2 separate regions of the Mus musculus genome follow, and region 1 is linked to region 2. Evidence: chromatin contacts called from public ChIA-PET data. All regions are on one chromosome and are shown on one strand. The core of a region is the stretch at or near the end of the contact, and the rest is flanking DNA. Distances in the headings are between cores, read along the strand shown. Region 1 overlaps Gm33408 (a long non-coding RNA gene). Region 2 overlaps Gm17399 (predicted gene, 17399).

Region 1 (3,325 bases), core at 632-3,131, 280 kb after region 2:
AATCACATTTATTCCCACCCACCCCCCTTTTTTGCTTTTTCTTTTTGGTTTTTGGTTTTTGTTTGCTATGTTTGTTTTTGGTTTTGGATTTTCAAGATAGGGTTCTCTGTTTTAGCCTTGACTGTCCTGGAACTCACTCTGTAGATGAGCCTGGCCTTAAACTCATGTAGATCTGCCTGCCTCTGTCTCCCCAAGTGTTGGGGTTAAAGGCATGTGACACCACTGCCCTGCACATTTATTCATTTATTATGGGGCTACACGTGCCACAGCATGCATGTGGAGGTCAGAGCTCAACTTGCTAAAGTCTACTATCTCCCACCACTGTGCAGGGCCAGGCTCAAGCCATTAAGCTTGGCAGCAAGCACTTTTACCCCTACCTCAACCCCTTTAGTGCACTATTGAAGGACACATTGTATATCCCTATTCTCAGGCTCTAATCAACAAGTGAACTTCCCAAGTCAGAGAGCAAGGAGGAACTTTACACAAAAAACTCTGGATCCGGTAAAAATTCAAAAGCGTGGTTTGCTTGTCTAACTTGTACTGAACATAGTACTCAATTACCACTTGCTTCCTCAAAAGGAGTAAGCTGTTTTGTTACTGATTATACCTGGAGCAGTGTCTGGACATGGAAGGTACTAAAGACACTGAGTGCTTAATTGATTAATTTGGCTAAGCAAGTAGATCCTGGCATGCTGGGTGGGCGAATGTGAGACTAAGTTAGATGGCGATTATGTATGAAGGTCTATAGCTGAGATCTCCCTACAAGATGACAGGGGAAAAGCCTACCATAGCCCCTATAACTAGGGCCCAAGCCTTACCCTGGGTGTGCCGCAGTCACGCATGTGAGTTATCTTCTTCCACCCACTGTGGAATCCTGAGGATTGATCTTGGATCATCAGGCTTGGATACAAGTTGTTTTACTCAGTGAATGATCTCACTAGCCCTGGACACTTCTTATACGTCCCTCTGGCCATTAAACATAAAAAACGAATGATTCTGGAAGATGCTTATATGAGGCCACAGAGCCATATCATAGAAGTCTAGTGGGTTAAAATAATTTATAAGCTATTCCCAGATCCCTAGCGTCTAACTCCCGTAAGAGACCGGCTGGTTAGTTCGCTTCCCGTCATACCTTTGCACCTATCACTGCGCCTCATCAGCCAGTCAAAAATATTGAAAGACGCGTCTGACTATCTGATGGGTTCCCCCTTGCCAATAGAATTATACTGAAGATCAACTCAAGGTCATAACCGTGGGAGAGCATGAAAAAGTCAAAGAAGGATTTAGAGGGGCATGACGTTTAGAACTGTAGCTTAGAAAAGTCATTTCAGTACCTGCGAGCTGGCTCAACAGGTAAAGAAGCTTGCTGCCAAGTCTGAGGACCTGAGCTTTGATCTCCAGAACTTACCATGCGAGAAGGGAAATAGTGCCCACAAGGTGTCTTCTGACCTCTACACATGCACTGTGCAGGAGTGCTCACACACACACACACACTCAAACAATATTTAAAAAAGAGAGAGAGAGAGAGAGAAAGAAGAAAAATAATTCTGGCAAATCAATAAAGCCCCTCTGTAGCTTTAATGTCTCCAAATCCCACGTTATGCAGCCACTTTAATCATGTTCGGTGTTTCCTTTTCTGATTAAGCTGGGAGAAAAGAAATCACAGGCCTGCATGCCCCTGTTTCTTCTATTTGCCAGCGTTTAAGACTGTACTAAGAACAGGGAGGCCAGATTTGAAGTCTCCGAGTTTCAATGATGAAAGAAGATAGGAAGATTTGGATACATTTCCTCCCGCTCCTTGGGCATCCTGAGCTCCTACTGTCCACGGACTCTCCTCAGCAGGTCTCAGTTCAGACTGTTGCCAGGAAGCATGTAAGGAGTCAGCGTGAGAGTGTCGGTGCCTGCTTGCAGACTGAAGTCGGAGGGGGCGCAGGCTTGTGTGGATGGCTCAGAACAGAAAGCAAGCGTTCTGGTGGGATGCAGCACCCTGGGGTCTGGGCAGATGGTGAGGTTTCTACTTTTAGTTATTAAAAGGGGGGTACATATTAATGTTTTACTTCTCAGGAAACAGTATTCTGGGTTTGTTCAAAGCGAAAGTGCCTGACACAGAAGCTTGAGGACCGGAGTTCAGATCCAAAGTTCCCACATGAAAATGACAGCCTGGTCCCTGCCCTGTAGCTCCTGTAGTGGCTGGCGCCTGGGTCGGGGGGTGGGGGGGGGTGGGGGGTGGGGGAGTCAGAGTCGAACAAATCTCGGAGGCGTGACAGTCAGTCTATCGAAAACGGCAAGTTCTATGGAGAGAGAGAGAGAGAGAGAGAGAGAGAGAGAGAGAGAGAGAGAGAGAGACCTTGTCCAAAAGTAAGGTACAGATGGCTCAGAAAGTAAAAACACCAAGGACTTGCACTCCACCCTGGGATCCCACGGTGGGCAGTGGGCAGAAGGAGAGACCAGCTCCTACAAGCAGCCTCTGACTTCACACATGCTCTGTGGCATGCAAGCACCCACACTCGCACATGTATCATACATAGGCACACACTAGATAAAACAGAAATTATTTTAAAATTTCCTAATAAGGAGGAAAGTGATTGCAAATAGCATCCTGACACTGACCACTGGCGCTCACCAGGTAAGAACTATGCCGTACCTATATGTGGGGCCGGTGGGGAGGACATTAAGAGAGAGCCAATGTTCTGCTGGAAATTTGACTCAGTACAAAAATTCTGTAGGTTAGAAAGGGGGAAAAAAATCAACCAAGAGACATAACTACATGCCTAAGACTTACACAAGAAGTCTATCAAGCTAGCACAAAACTCAGCGTGAATGAGAGAGGAGAAATCCCACCCCTAACTAAGAAGCTATTGGCAATTGATGGCTCTGGGCTCTGGGGAAAGGGACAATCCATTCTCTTCTGGGAGACAGTCTCTGACAGTCTACACATGCCCCAGTAGATGGTCCTGTGCACACACAGGCAGGGTTTAAGTGGATGACCCAATGGAATACACACACACACACACACACACACACACACACACACACATACACACATATATATTTTATATTATTGGGAGCAGGGCAGCTAGGGGCCTAATTGGAGGACCAGGATTTTGAAGGGTGGGTTTGACCCAAGCATGTTATATGAATTATGAAATTGTCAAACAAACAACAACAAAACCAAACTGCAAGTTAAGTGTTCTGGTTCCGGAGGCTAAAGAGCCCACAGTGGAGGCTGATACAGACTCCGAGTCCAGTGAAGCATGCTTTCTGATTTGTACAGACCTTCTGTTTAAACTCTTTTTATATCATTAATAGCCCCATTCCTGGGTAC
Region 2 (3,265 bases), core at 404-2,903:
AGTCTTCAAGACTAGGCTAGCTTAGTAACTGCTGCTTGCTTTACTAGAACACTCTTTGGAGTCTTGGTGCACTGGCTCCGTCAGAGGTCCTGTGAATACTGTCTGAAGGTATTGTTTTGGTGGGTTTTTTTTTGTTTTGTTTTGTTTTTTTGAGATGAGGTCTCATGTACCCCAGGCTAGTCTCAAACTCACATTGCAGCCAAGGATAGCTTTAAACTCCTGATCCTTACACCTCTATCTCCTGAGTTGCAAATACATGCTACCATATGTCCAGTTTATATGGTATTGTTTTTGTGCAAGCTTTTCAAGGACTCTGCCAACAAAGCTACATGTCTTGTCCCTTGATAGAGTTTTTGTGCAGATAGGGTATATAGAAAGAGGTTTCTCCTTAACAACAACAATAAAACATGCACACTTGACTTTGGCATTGGGAGCCTTAAGGAAATAAGTGAAAGTACAACATTTGATCTTCCTGTTTATTAAGCACACGACAAAGACAGAGACAGAGAATTATATAGATAATGAGATACCGAAACAGACACTAGAAAGAAAAAGTTTTATCTTCAAGCCTATGAAGTCAAGATTTTCTATTTCCTCTAAATTTGACTCACAACCTCACAGTTGCTTTCTCTTTCAACTTTTTCTTGAAGTTAAGAAGTCATGGTTAGAAGAAGCCACCAGCTGGCACTGTCTACACTTTGTGTGTGCACCTCTACAGCCAAGTCTCCGAGTGCTTTAAGTCGCCGTTGCTTCTGTTCCCTAGGTTACCACAGACAGCCGCGCTGCCAAACTATGCCACAAATGACAAAGGTGCCCTTTTCATCCTCCTCAAACAGAACCCTCCTCAGCATTGTGCTGACCCTTATCACCACTGTCAATGGCCTCTTGGGTCTGTTGTGCTCTTGTTTAGAATTCCCTTAAGGCTCCCAGTGCCAGCATCAAGTGTGCATGGCTGCATTGGTTCCCTGAAGCTGCTGTGGTGTCCTCAGAGTGATTATAGTGTCAAAAATGGGCAAGCTTCCCTAAGGGAGGTTCCAGGTGTTGCTAGGCAAAGAGCTACCGGGCCGACAGTTCCCTGCTGAAGGCTTCCAGTCCTTCAAGAAGGGTCTTCACCGTTGGAATCATTCACAGAAAGTGTTTAAAGGGATTCTCACAACAAAGCTGCCTTATACTGATTTGTGGTAAACCCCAGTGAACAAAGGCCACACACACTTTTCTTTTTGAGATGCGTCTTTCAGAATCTGAGCCTGCTATGGGATAGCAATTGAAAAGTTCCCAAAGCCTTTCTGCTCAACATTTTAGAGAACCCAACAAAGGATTGACGAGAACATGAGGGAGGAGTTTGCCCTAACACTCCAGCAGCTGCAGATAACCAGTACACGGTGATCGAGACATGTCCCAGTCACTATAGACAGCATGTCCTGTGGCCTTGGAAAGCAGCCCTCTCAGGCTTTGCTAAACTGTAAGTGACCTGCAACTGTGATGTGCAAGCCATAGGGGGGACACTTCCTCTGGTGGAACAGAGAAGTCTTGTGATTGGTGCAGATCTCAGTCCTTCATCTGTTGAAGCAGGGCTGTGCCATGACTGATACCAACACCTTCTAGTTCCTCCTTTCTGGCTGTGTAAGGAGGCTGTTGTCACCTTTACAGTAAGCTACACGCATGACGCTCTGGTGTACTGCCCTCTAGTGTTGTAACATTAGACCCGCGGACAAGCTTCTCTGGACTGATCTTCCTCACTCTAGAAGAGGAGTTGGACCATGAAGAAGATGGGACAGAAATGTCAGTAGAGTGGTCACAGTGGTATAAGCCAGAGCTTCACTTGTGGCGCCCTTCAGATCAGAACAGCGTAGATCGTTCCACGTCTTTGTACATTAGCTAAGAGCGAACTGCATTTTTGCGACTGTGATTCCCAGTACAAATCACACGACGTAATGGGGTTTACAAGCTTTGTCCTCATGCATCAGGCATCTGCTCCTGATGTCTCACGTTTGACTCTCCTCCACACTGGAATCTATTGCTTTTCCTTGTCCCCTTCATCATCCTTCCATGTCAGCATTTCCCAAACCAAGCTTCAAATCACAGACTTAACAATTCATAAGCAATCAGAGCCATGCTTTACATACAAGCACCTGCTGGTACTGTGCAAACTGTATAGCAACGTCACTCTCACAACTAGAAGATGTTACCTTGCCTTATAGATTAAATTATATTCCATTTAAAAATAGGCAACTTAAGCTTCTTTCTTCCTTTTTTCTTCTTCTGCCCAAGACAAGTTCACTGCACCTCGCATGTTCCAAATTTAAACCTAACACCTAGATAAAAAAAAAAAAAACTGACAAACAGGAAATGACTAAAGGGAGCGGCTCTTCCTATCACGTTTGGGACCATCAAAGCAGACCCTTTTCATCGACATGGGTTTTGATTGGGGTAAGAAAGGGCCAGACAGGCACAGCGTCAATCACATTTATCTTGATCTAGTCATACTAGAATCAACTGGGTCAATACAGTCTCCTCTAGTTCTCGCTTTACAATTTGGTGGGTGGAATTCTTGACTGAGATTTGGTTTAGATCATTTCCCTCTTGTGTCTTTTGCCTGCAGACTTAGAAAGCCAGCAGTAACTAATGATGAAGTGCAATGTCTTCCTGTAAGACCTTCTGCCTGAACTTCATTGAAGAATAATGGCATCTTCCTCTTCCTTCATCCCTTAACACAGGAGCCCATCGAGTGTCCACATGCACAGAGGAGTCACTTGTCCGCTGACAGCCATGGCTTTGCAGTAAACGCCAAGGCATAGATGCTTCCATCCCGTAAGCAAGAGCGAGACCTGGAAATAGCCAGAGACCTAGGTGTGAAGTACAGGCTGTTCTGTTGGTAACAGAAAGGCATCTCTGCATCTCCTTCTTAATTAATGTCCCTTCTTGTTATAGAAATAAATCTTATGCTTGTGTGAAACTCATACTGTAGAGGAGTCCTCCTGCCCTTACTCTGGCTTTAACTCCTTCCCACACAAAGTAACCTACTTCATTTGCAGTCCAGGAGAGATCCTTCAGTTTTGCTGCATTTCTCAATTAAGTACAGTATGCATCAGGCAGCAGATTTTCTGTACCAATGAAGTTACACTTTGCACATTGTTCTAGAAAACACATCACACAATGAGATGGTTATCTCATTTGTCACTTGTCTGTGTCTTTAAACAATTTAAAGTAAAACGCTTGTGGTTCATCTTTACCTCTTACAAATAATCGAAAATAAAATGCTACA

The links. ChIA-PET counts read pairs in DNA pulled down with a chosen protein or histone mark.
Region 1: a contact with region 2 is called in an RNA polymerase II ChIA-PET map of memory CD8 T cells, with 27 read pairs. The contact joins two enhancer-like sites. A contact is called at or near these places in 4 of 39 promoter capture datasets (the C10 cell line, cranial neural crest, liver and 1 more), 2 of 15 datasets of contacts at CTCF or cohesin (CD8 T cells and the NIH/3T3 cell line), 1 of 484 Hi-C or Micro-C datasets (tail fibroblasts) and 7 of 115 datasets of contacts at active chromatin or transcription factors (bone marrow-derived macrophages, craniofacial prominence, embryonic basal ganglia and 4 more).

What each region holds. Positions count from the first base shown.
Region 1 is chr9:118,451,735-118,455,059 of GRCm38.p6, forward strand. The region is part of intron 2 of Gm33408 (a long non-coding RNA gene); the gene reads right to left. Among named protein-coding and RNA genes, the nearest start is that of Platr11, 6.2 kb to the left of the region's middle. Within about 2 kb of position 1,882, at least 14 of the 459 cell types and tissues checked have an H3K27ac peak or open chromatin away from gene starts, as enhancers often do. A contact at or near this core is called in CD8 T cells and memory CD8 T cells, where this site is marked.
Region 2 is chr9:118,167,103-118,170,367 of GRCm38.p6, forward strand. Gm17399 (predicted gene, 17399) reads left to right here. Exons shown (of 2, transcript NR_155294.1): 2 at 2,603-3,265. Among named protein-coding and RNA genes, the nearest start is that of Gm17399, 19 kb to the left of the region's middle. Within about 2 kb of position 1,654, at least 24 of the 459 cell types and tissues checked have an H3K27ac peak or open chromatin away from gene starts, as enhancers often do. A contact at or near this core is called in CD8 T cells and memory CD8 T cells, where this site is marked.